Linked DNA regions of Sus scrofa: all the other regions are linked to region 3. The links are chromatin contacts, called in public HiChIP or PLAC-seq maps. All regions are on one chromosome and are shown on one strand. The core of a region is the stretch at or near the end of the contact, and the rest is flanking DNA. Distances in the headings are between cores, read along the strand shown.

What was found. HiChIP or PLAC-seq counts read pairs in DNA pulled down with a chosen protein or histone mark.
Region 1: a contact with region 3 is called in an H3K27ac HiChIP or PLAC-seq map of skeletal muscle, with 4 times the contacts expected there. The contact joins two enhancer-like sites. A contact is called at or near these places in 1 of 47 Hi-C or Micro-C datasets (embryonic fibroblasts) and 1 of 2 datasets of contacts at active chromatin or transcription factors (skeletal muscle).
Region 2: an H3K27ac HiChIP or PLAC-seq map of skeletal muscle shows a contact between it and region 3. The contact joins two enhancer-like sites. A contact is called at or near these places in 1 of 5 promoter capture datasets (liver), 3 of 47 Hi-C or Micro-C datasets (fetal liver, liver and skeletal muscle) and 1 of 2 datasets of contacts at active chromatin or transcription factors (skeletal muscle).

Annotation. Positions count from the first base shown.
Region 1 is chr6:3,495,975-3,499,905 of Sscrofa11.1, reverse strand. The region is part of intron 2 of GSE1 (genetic suppressor element 1); the gene reads left to right. Among named protein-coding and RNA genes, the nearest start is that of GSE1, 160 kb to the left of the region's middle. Within about 2 kb of position 2,230, at least 4 of the 83 cell types and tissues checked have an H3K27ac peak or open chromatin away from gene starts, as enhancers often do. A contact at or near this core is called in skeletal muscle, where this site is marked.
Region 2 is chr6:3,467,878-3,471,544 of Sscrofa11.1, reverse strand. All of the region lies in intron 2 of GSE1 (genetic suppressor element 1), which reads left to right. Among named protein-coding and RNA genes, the nearest start is that of GSE1, 190 kb to the left of the region's middle. Within about 2 kb of position 1,549, at least 17 of the 83 cell types and tissues checked have an H3K27ac peak or open chromatin away from gene starts, as enhancers often do. A contact at or near this core is called in skeletal muscle, where this site is marked.
Region 3 is chr6:3,282,780-3,286,258 of Sscrofa11.1, reverse strand. The region is part of intron 2 of GSE1 (genetic suppressor element 1); the gene reads left to right. Among named protein-coding and RNA genes, the nearest start is that of GINS2, 66 kb to the right of the region's middle. Within about 2 kb of position 2,023, at least 12 of the 83 cell types and tissues checked have an H3K27ac peak or open chromatin away from gene starts, as enhancers often do. A contact at or near this core is called in skeletal muscle, where this site is marked.

The sequences.
Region 1 (3,931 bases), core at 981-3,480, 210 kb before region 3:
ATCTTATGGTTCTGGAGGCCAGAAATCCAACACGGGTCTCCCGGCTCACATCAAGGTGTGGGCAGAGCTGGTGCCCCCTGGAGGCTCCAGGCGAGAATCTGTTTCCCGGCCTTTTCCAGCTGCCGGCGGCGGTGCCCGCATCCCTCGGGGCGTGGCCCCTCCTCCACCTGCCAAGCAGCGGCGCTGCATCCCTCTGCCCTGCTTCTGTGGCCACAGCGCCCTCCCGATGCTCCCTGCCCGCTTCTGCACCAGGACCTGTGATTGCGGGGCCACCTGCACAGTGCAGGATCCGAGCTCGTCTCAAGGTCAGCCGACCAGCAGACGCCGCTCCCCCGTGCCGTGTCAGGGAGCATCCTCACAGGTTCCCGGGGTCTGGACATGGACGTCTTTAAGGGCCATTATCCCGCTGACCACGCCGTCCTTACGAATTAGTTGTGTTAGGACAAGCACCGCCGGCTGCTGTAGCAGGTACTCCTGAGCCCACTGTGCTTCCTGGTTGGGTGACATGGGGTCCCAGCTTCCCTTTAGCTCATGGCTCAGCCAGGTCATAGCTCCCAGCGTTTCCTGATTCCATCACCAGCAGAGACGGGGAGGAAAACACGAGAAAGCCACTGGACACACACCCACCTTGGCCGTGAGGCCTTGAGGTGACCCATATTCTTCCATTGGCCTGAAGAGGCCCACTGGCGATGGAAAGGAGCTGGGCAGTGACAACTGTCCACTACAGGGGGGCCCGGGCATGGTGGAGGGTTTGCCGTCGCTGGCCCGGCCGGCCAGCCCACCGAACGGATCACCCACTGGTCCGTGAGCTTCAAGAACTGGGTCTGAGTCTGTCCTGCTGCACCTGCACGCCCTCCCCGGGTCCCTCTGTGCTCCTTCTGGGAGAAACGCTGGGAGTTCTCATCCTCGGGCAGGTGTGGGAGTGTGAGGACCAGGCCTGGCTGCCAGCAAAAGGCCAGCTTACCCTCTGGGGCTCTGCGGGCCAGGCTGAGGCTTTGCCTGGGGTGGCCTCTGTGTGCCCTCTCTGCTTCCTCATCCTGGCCCGTGCCCATGCCCTGGGGCTGCTTCGCCTTACCAATCACTCAGTGCACATCGTTGTCTGCTGCTGCGAAGCCACTGGGGACAGTGCATCCCCTAGAGCCGATGGCTCAGCTCAGCTGCCTGTGCCCTCTGCCCACTGCGTCACCAGCCTCTGCCTGGGCTCCCTGGCTCCGCGGATGTGGGGGGACTTTGCTGCAGATGCTGTAGCTCAGCCAGCGCTCCCAGGAAGGGGCCCCCAGAGTCAAGCTGCCAGCACTGGGGATCAGGCAGCTTCTCAGAAGCTGAGCCCCTCAGACCTGTGCTGAGTTTTTGGAGCTGGGGGGCGGGGGGTTACCCCTGGAAGATGCAACCCAAGAGCCGTGAGGACACAGCAGTAGGAGTTTCCTGGACCTTGAACCATGTTAGTTGCTGATGTGCGGTGTCCGTTCTGGGGCTGCTCTGGCTTCTTCCTCCTCTTGTCCTTTGTAGCTCTGTGTTTAAATCAAATCAGTGTTTGTTGGGTGTGGAGTCTAAGTCTTTGGCTCCGGACGGGCACTCCCTCAATTCAAATCTCGGATCTGCTCTGTCTGAGCTTTTGGTGTTAAGCAGACACCCTCTCTGGGCCTCGGTGTCCCCTGCAATCGCCAGGTGGGTCCGAGAGGCTATTCCCGTCCCTTGCTGAGCGCCGTGCCAGGCACCTGGGGATGCGGGAGCTGGCCCTGGCCCCGCCGTGGCTTTTGTCTCTCCTTTGTTGTGTGCAAACGGACTCCCAGCCAGCGGGGTTGGGTCTCCATGGCCAGGAAGGCAGGGCCTCCACTTGGGTACTTGGCTCGGGCCTAAGTCGACCTTGGCACGCCTGGTCTGGAGCGGCGGCTGGTGCCGCGCGCGTTGGCGGCAGGCGCTGGGAGGACGCCTGTGCCCGCGGCCAAGCGGCAGCTGCTCAGAGGGCACGGGGGCCGGGTTTGGCTGCAGCTCCCCCGGCCCGCTTCCCAGCTGGATGGAGAGGCTCTTTGGGCGGTTGACGGGGCCCCCCTGCGCCCATCAGCCCTCCCTTCCCTTGTACGTCTCCAGCCAAGCTGGGACCCCAAGTCTGTTTTCTCTCCAACCTGTGAGTGTTTATCTTCTCGGCAACTTCTTGGAACAGAGGGGAGCGCAGAGCTTGCAAGTCGGGGCAGGAGGCTGAGAAGCTCAGCGAGCCCAGGAGGCTCTTGGCTGGGCAGCTCCTCTTCCCCCGGGAGCCTCTGAGCGTGGAGCGGGGACGCGCCGTGCTGGGCCTGAAACCCCTTCCCACCCTGCTCCTCCGCTGCCAGGGTTGGTGGCTTTCAGCTGGCCCCTGGGCTGGTGTGTGACTCTTTGGTTCCTCTGACTGATTCAGATTTCCATGACCTGAAAAAGAAAAGAGAACTCAGGTGGTTCAGTACAATGAACTGAGCGCTGACTCACGTGACGTGCAAAATGGCACGAAGGGGAGTTCCCATTGTGGCTCAGTGGCTAATGAACCCAATTAGGACCCATGAGGTTGCAGGTTCGATCCCTGGGCTCACTCAGTGGGTTAAGGACCTGGTGTTGCCTTGAGCTGTAGTGTAGGTCACAGATGCAGCCTGGATCCTGCATTGCTGTGGCTGTGGTGTAGGCCAGTGGCTATAGCTCTGATTAGACCCCTAGCCTGGGAATCTCCATATGCCATAGGAGTGGCCCTAGAAAAGACAAAAAGACAAAAAAAAAAAAAAAAAAAAAAAAAGTCATGAAGGTAAAAGCAACTGTTTAGACCCGGCCAAGTGGCTGGCCAGCGGGTCTGTTTGCCCTTCATGCTCATTTCTTTCCAAATAAGTTTGTGATGAAAACTTCAGGCAGAAAAGAAGCAATCAGCTGAGCCAGAGAAATGATTGTTCCGGGGCTCAGGGTCGGGTATCTCGGGACTGGTGTCAGGGACCCCTGGGAGCAGGAACCGGCAGAGACCACCCCCGCAAGGGCTGCTGCTCTTGGGCCCACCTGTCTGCCAGCCCGGCCCTAGCCTGCACCCACCCAGCACCCTGCTGTCCCCTTGACCAAATTCAAGCTGGCACATGCAGAAGCTGGAGCTTGCAGGACTCTGGCTGTCATGGTACCATATGCATCCGGCTGGCTCAAAGAGCATCATCTGAAAGACCCTCCCTGTGGGCACACCACCTCTCACCCATGACCTTCTAATTCAGAGCAAGAAGCATCTGAAAACTGGGGATCCCTCCCAGCAGCCCACTCTGTTTGTGTCTGCAGCACGGTTGCCTGTTCACACATCCGTCTCTGCCTCTACCCCGCTGCTCTCGTCTGTACCCTGTTCACCAGTGTTTACTGAATACCCACCATGTGCCAGAGACTGTGCTGGGCAGCATGTGTGATGCCAGGTGGTGACAGGGGCCATGAAGCAAAATAGGGCAGGAGATCACGGAGAGGTGAGGGTGGCAACGGTAGGCGGGCTGCTCCCAGAAGGCCTTGCTGCGGAGATGGTCCTGGGCAGAGTTCCGGGAAGAGCAGGTGCAAAGGCCCTGAGGCAGCCTGGGCTCAGCATGCCTGCCCTCTCCATGAGAGCAGGGACCGTAGCTCACTGACTTTATCTCTCCAGCGCCCGGCCCAGTGGTGCTTGATCCGTGTTTGTTGAGTGCATACAGGTTTTAAGTCAGCTGGTGCTGAGGGGCCGGTCGAGGGGAAGGTAAAGAGGAAATGAGATTCTTGCTAAAATATAAAATTCCAGCAGCCACAGGCTGTCTGCTTTTCCCTGAGGTTTCATAGTGTGATGGTAGTGGGGTCAAGGGCACTTCAAGGTCACCTTAAGGGATCCGTCCTTTTTCTCCCTTGAACTTGACTGCCTCTGAGGAGGGGCTGAGAACTCCTGGATCAAATACGCAGAGAAGCGCATTTATGGAGCGACTAC
Region 2 (3,667 bases), core at 300-2,799, 190 kb before region 3:
GCTCAGGGTTCCCCACCCCACCCCCCAGCTTCCTTCCTCTAGAATGTTCTCTCAGATGTTAATAGGGCCGTGGAGAGCATCCTTGCAGACCCAGGCGGCCTGTTCCCAGCCTCAGGCTGCCCTGCTGGCTCACTCCTTGTCGCAAAACCCACTCAGATCCCATGAGAAGAAGGTGGGAGGGAAACCTCCCTGCAGCTGCCAGCCTCCCCCAGGCCCCTGGGCGATGAGGGAGGGGTGGCTAGAGCGGGGCCTCTTCCATGCCAGCTCGGGCAGTGGGGGGCCAGCGACTTGGGAGAGGGCGGGTGAACCTTGTTTTAAGAGACAGGAAATATTCGGCCACAGGCTCTCACGGAGGGAGACAGGTCCCGGCTTGAACTCCAGGATAGAGCCGATGCATAGCAACCAGGATGCAAAACACTCCCCACCCCCGGCACCCACTTTCAGGACGAGGTGGGAGGCGCCGCTGTCCTGGGTGCCTGGGCGAACTGGACGTGTGGGAGCCGCCCCGCCGGCCCCCTCCACTTCTGCGGTCTGCCAGCGCCTTCTGATGCCAAGCCGCTGCCAAAGGCGGGCTGCCCACCGCCAGGCGCCAGCGCAGGAAATCAGTTGGCCCAGGCCCCACGGCGCCTTCCTTTCCCCAACTTGGAAAGGGGGCGGCTCTGCGCGCTCCAGGGCATCCGGGCCACGTCCAAGGTCTCCCCGGGTCAGACTGAACGTCCAGGGGCCGCCGGAGCAGCACGGGGACCCCTTGGAAGTCACGGTCCTGCCGGGACGCGAACCAGGGGTGCGTCAGAAGAGGCCGCATCTGGAAGGCCTTAGCGCTGGGGGCCCCCCAGGAGGCTGCTGTTTCCTGTCTGGGGCGGGGAGTGCCCTCTCCGGAGAGCCTGTGACCCCACCAGGCTTGGGACCATCTGGCAAGGGAGACAGAGAAAGAGAGGGCGTGGGGAACAGGAAATCAAAAGATGGGAGAAAGCCCCCCCCCCAGCGATGACGGGGGAATCAGGGGGTGCAAAGGGGGAGACGACAACACTCCCTGGGCCCCCCCTCGGTCCTGATCCCCCAAGTCTGGCCCGGGAGGCAGGGAGGAAGTGAGGCTTGGTTTCGCTCTCACAGGGCCGGGGTTCAAAGACCTCAGCTGCCGGCAAAGGGAGGTTTCTTTCCCCTTTTCCCAAATGGGGACGTAAACACAGCTGAGAGAGGCAGAGTGCTGGATCCAGGGTCACACAGCACAGCCCACTGGCTGGAGACCCCTGGCCCTCCGCCTTCATAGACACACACACCCCTCTGTGCCCACCCCTGGTGCAGGTACTGTGCTCCCCCTCCCCCACCGCAGGCAGGTGCATGGCATTGGGGTCCCCTTGCGCTGTCCCTGCCCCGGAGCACGTGGTCCTTGGTGACCAAGGCTTGGGGAGGGGCTGATTCTGTAGCCGAGGGCTCCTCCCAGCTTCTGGAGCTGTCACATCCGAATTCACAAGGTTCCAAAGTCACCTTCCGGGCAGGGAGCCTAGGTTTCTGACTCAGCCCCGGGCCTCCCTGGAGCTTCTGGCAGCGCGGGCGGCACCACCTGCCGTGGGAGCGGCCATCTGGCCCCGCTCAAGGACACCCGCCAGCCTCACACCTTGGTCGTCTTCCCAACTGCTTCTCTGGGGACCTGCTGGCCTCAGGGATTGAAATGACGTGGGAAGGGGGCCCCACCTGCAGTCTGATTTCAACTCAGGCGTCTCCCCTGGGAGCCCTCGCAGAGGGAGGCAAGAGGATTCCAGAAGCAGATGAGCGCCGAAAAGCTGGGGCCTGCCCTTGGCCCTGCTTTTCCAAAGTCCTGAGGCCCACCCTCCACCGCACAGACCACTTAAGTCGGACTCTCAGGGTAGGGGTTCCAGGCCGTGGTGCATTTTCAGGGCTTCCAGGTGATTCTCTGCTGCCCAGTAGACGCCTCTCGCTCTGCATCCCAAAGTCTCTGGGGTTCAGACCCAGCCAAGTGGTGTCACCTCTCCACCCCTTGGTGTTCACTTCTGCAAAATGGGCCTGATAATAGCCTCCACTCCACGGCGTCCCGTCCCGTCTGTCTTTGCAAACATCATTGTACCTTCTGTTGTGTCTGTAGCGTGGGGCCACGTCTGCCACCTGCGGCCGTGGCAAGACTGGATCAAGGCGCCGCCCGTCAAGGCTTCCGGGTCTAAAGCCACTAAACAAATACCGGATCCTGTCCTCTCAGGCAGATCGCTGCGGGACCTGGCACCTCAGCGTCCCAGCTGTAAAAATGGGGACACACCTCAGCGTCCCCGGCTGTAGCAATAGGCTCGAATTGAGAGGCTGAGCTTCCTGAAACTGTGGCAGCAGAGCTCACGGGGGAACCCAGAGCTCACAGCCAGTCCCGGGTTCCTGGGCCAGTGGACAGTTGTCCCTTTCTGGTCACTTGATCCTGCCCCGGGGAATGTGTGTGGAGGTGTGTGGGGATGTGGGTGCCTGTTTAGGTGGGTGGGGCTGTGTGCACGTGTGGACATACGTGCGATTGTGGCATGTATGCATCCTCACATGGTGTGTAACGTCCGTGTGCGTGTGTGAGTGTGTGCTTTCATGCCTACCTGGTGGTGGTGTGCACTGCTGTGTGCATACACGCCAGTGTGTATTTGCATTGTGTGTCCACGTATGTCAGTGTGTACCATCTGACTGGAGTAATAAATACACAAGTGCAGGTGGGTGTGCATTGCGTGGGTCTGTGCATGCGTGTGTGTGGTGCCCTGGGGAGCCTTCAGAGTAGCATCTGGCTGCCCCCAACCCCAGCAGGACCCCACGCACCCTTGGAAAGACCAGCTTCTTTTTTTGGGGAGGGGGGCGGTTTCGGGCCATACCTGCACCATGTGACAAGTCCCAGGCTAGGGGTCCGATCAGAGCTGCAGCTGCCAGCCTACCCCACAGCCACAGCAACGCCAGATCCGAGCCACATCTGTGACCTACACCACGGCTTGTGGCAACGTCGGATCCTTAATCTGCTGAGCAAGGCCAGGGATCGAACCCGCATCCTCTTGGATACTAGTTGGGTTTGTTAACCACTGAGCCACAGCGGGAGCTCCAGGGCCAGCTTCTTTGAGGGGTTCTGTCCACAGGGACTGCAGGGACTTTATTGTGTCTCACTGTGCGTATGTGATGCATTCAGAGAAACACAAGGAATAGGAGAGCCACCCAGCCACCCAGCCTCGGGGAGAAATGGTGATGCATACGGCTTGTCCCCGCTCCGGACTTCCCTGCCCGCAATCCCGCAGGCTTTTTCGAGCCCCTGGATAGTTTCCTCGTCTGTACAGTGGAGGTAACAGTCGCATTGAGAATTGTCATCGTGCGTGTTTGCTGAGCACCCGCCGTGGGCCAAGCACCCCGGGCACAGGGACTGCACCTGTCAGCGGACAGCCGAGGCCCCCACCCTCATGGGTGCACATCCCAGCGCGTAGCCCCCCAGCCCCGCTCGCTGATGGCTGAGAGGTCGCCCCTGGGCAGAGACAGACCTGGCCTCCAGGCTGCCCCCAGCCCAGCCTGGCGGCTCTGCCTGGACCGGGAGCCTGTCAAGTCACGCCCTCAGTGTGGCCAGTCTGAGCCCCAACCCTGAACACCTGCACCCTCATAACCAAGCTGGCACCTCGCGTGACTAATGCAAGTTCTTCAGAAGTCAAGA
Region 3 (3,479 bases), core at 774-3,273:
GCTACAACCCGAGGGGGTGTCACCTTCCTTGAAAGAGAACACCCAGGCCTAAAGCAGGCCACCCCGGGCATCCCGGACCAAAGACCTTCCCGACTCGCCCCGCCCCCACCCCCAAGAAAGACGGCTTCGTGCAAGTGAGCTCAGAACACGCCGGAGGCAAATATAATTATGAATTTATTATGAGGCCGCTCCGGCTCCGGGGATCACGTGGCGCCCCGCACCGCCGCCGCCTGCCCGGGTCTCTGCTCGGGTGACCCCGGCCTTGTTAGGGCTGCCGGAGCATCGCCCCTTTTGGGGGGCGGCGGCGCGGAGGCCCCGAGCCGGGGGACGCCCTGTATTTGTTCACAAACATTTCTTTCTGCGGTAATGAAAAATTACCAAGAGGGGTGATTAGAGAATGCAAGTCCAGATTGCACACGCCGGCCTGAAAGTGAGGCCCTGCTGGGCCCGGCCTCGTGGGGTGTAATTACCCGGGGGGGAGGGGGGCTGTCAGGGGAAGGGGCGGATTGGTGCTTGAACCGGGAGCCAGCAGAAAATTCATCTCAGCTATTAGCTTGTAATTACAGAGCATGGAGGGAGCGGGCCTGAGGTCTGGAGCCGCGGAAGAGCGGGATGAAAGGAAGCCGTAATTACGGGATCCGCGGGAGGCTGGAGGGAGGCCGCGGCGTGCTGATTAATAACGCCCTCCGCCGGCCGCCGAGGGGGGAGCGCGGCCGGCCCCCCCTCTTAAGTCCTGCTGTTCGGAGCGTTTGGCCAGCGGGGACCCGATCGATCGGGGTCTGTTCAGAAGAACCCCGGACGGGGCGGGTTCTGGAAAAGCGTCCGCCGTGCCTCCAGCCCGGCGCGCCCTTCGGAGTGGATTTGTCGTCTTCGCTTTTTTTTTTTTTATATAAGCTTTGTGCTGCTGCTGGCCGTGAGAGGCCTGGGCAGGGAAGAGAACCCAGGATTCAGGAAGGACACCAGACTTTGGTAGATGGACAGTTAAGGCGAGGGCCTCCCTGGGCCGTCCTGGGGCCAGAGGTCATTGCTTCTTAGACTGTGGGCATCCGTGCGACGAGGGGCCAGGTTGGTTTGTGGGTACCGTTGGCCTGGCAGCGTTCCCTCTCCCCCTGCCCTCGGCCTCGGGCACAGGGCAGGGGCTCCCGCCTCCCCGTGTCTGGCTGTGGCTGCTGTTTTCTGCTGGGGGGTCGAGCAGGCAGGCGATGGTGGTGGCAGGAGGCGCCTGTCCAGGGCTGAGCACGTGTGGTGCCCAGGAGGCCACCTGAGCTCCACGTGTGGGGGCTGGTGCCACAGAGAGGGAGCCGTGTCGCCACCCCAGCCCCCCAGGCCTCATCCATCACGGGCCCTCCTCCCGGCCAAGCCTGTTCCCAGCTGTTAGGATAATGAATTTACATGAGCTGATAATGCAGACAAGAGCTCAGTGATGGCCGGGAGCACAGAAGTTAATAAATACCTCTCTAAAGCGGGGGGGGGGGGGGGGAGCCGGGGGGGGGGGGCGTCAGTGCTCCTGCTTCTCAGCTTCCTGAGGTTACCAGGGCCATCTCAAGGCTCCCCCGCCCCTGGGGCCTCCATGGTCACGTATGGCACCTGCCTGGCCTCTGCAGAACACCTCTGTGGGGGAGGCCGGGCCAGCCTACCTGGGCAGGGCTGGGGGACAGACTGTCCCCCAGCCCTGCCCTGGAGTGACGCTGAGCCTGTGAGGGGCGTGAGGCCACAGAGGTGGGTGTGGGCCCCCGACGACGGTGACCTGTGCGGGGTCTCTGGGTCCCCCGCATTTGGCCTTTGTCCTTCTGCATCCCAGGTGCGAGGGGGCTGTCCCCCCAGCTGGGCTGCCTGTGGTCCCGCAGCCCCCACCACCCCTCCCCAGCCCGCCAGGGCTCGCCTGCTGAGGAGGAATGCTAATTTTAGACTCCCCTAACAAAGCTGCTCATTTGGAATTCTATTTTAAGTGACCTGACATCAGCAGAGCAGCTTTCCTGCTCAAAGCTGCTCCAGAGCCCACGGCTGACACCACGGCAGGGACGCTGGCTTTGGGGGACCCCCCCGGGGCCGAGGGGTTGTCTGTGGGGCGTTGCAGGCCTCTGGTGGGGCCTCGGCAGCAGGTGCCAGGCTTTGAAGGCGGGGAGGGAAGGCTCAGAGAGGGTGGGGGTATCCCTGGATGCCAGGAGCAGTGTGACAGTGGCATGCAGGTGGCGCCTGGCCCAGGGAGGGAGGGGACAGAGGGCAGACCTGCCTGTGGGGACCCTGGTCATGGGAAAGGCTGGGGTTACGGGAGAGCATTTGGGGTCCAGCAGGGGCACCCCAGTTCCTTCAGCTCCCTCATCTGGTCAGCAGGGTGCCCTGTGCTCCTGTTGGTTGTACCAGCCTCATGCAGGCAAGTCTCTTTGAGGGTCCCCCGTTTTTAAAAACCGGGTTCACTACAGAAAAACCAGGACACAGGGAAGTAAATAGGCTGGGAGCTCCCTGGTGGTGCAGTGGGTTAAGGACCCAGTGTTGTCATGGCTGTGGTGCAGGTTCAGTCTCTGGACTGAGAACTCCCACATGCCTCAGGTATAGCCAAAAAAAAAAAAAAAAAAAAGGAAAGAAAAGAAAAAAGTAGAAGTGCTAACAAGAAAATTGCTCTTCCTCTGCCAGCTAAAGACCCCACGAGTGACCTTTAGGGACATGTGATGCTCTGGGGTCTGACCCGGGATTTGCCCTGTGGCTGCTCCCCCCTTATTCTAGTACCGCTCCCATCCTGCCCAGCGCTGGCAGCTGGTGGAAACAGCATGTCTGCCCAGGTTGCCAGCTGGCTGGCCTGTCACATGGCCACTGGGTAGTGACCTCACATCTGCTCCTGGGCTGTGGGAGCTGGCCCCCACGAGGTGCAGGAGCTCACTGCCTGCCTCCCCTCCCTGCTCGCCCCCGACCCTCCGTCTCACGGCAGCACACGTGTGTGGGCTGTGGGGCACAGCAGAGCGAGGCCCCCCTCCTGCACCCCCAGAATGGGCCTAGGTCTGGGCCCCGACCAGCTCTATGGGAACAGGACACAGGTGCCGTGTTCAGGTAACCCCAGCCCTGCCGTCGACCACCCGTCCGCCCCTGGGCGCAAGCCTGGGGTCCTCTCTCTGTAACAGGGGCCTGGGGACATCTTTCTCTGTGAGGTGATAGGATTTAAAGGATGGTGGCTGGTCCCCCCAGAAGTGCGAGAAAGGGGAGGCAGGTGGTTGATGGCCTCCGACGGCATCAGAGGGGCCCATTTCGGAGACGGGGGTGGGGGGGTGAAGGTGCAGAGCATTTGCCGAGGGTCGGGCGTCTCTGCGTCCAGGAAGGAGGGAGCAGAGATTGAGAGGCTTGATGCACGGAGGACATGGCGGTGCTCCCTGCACCTGTCAGCTGACGCTGTGGAACAGATGGTCCCACACCTGAGCATGTGTGGATCTGGGGGCAGCTAGCCGGGTGGCCCTGGTTCAGAGTCGGATGCAAACTGTCTCGGGGGC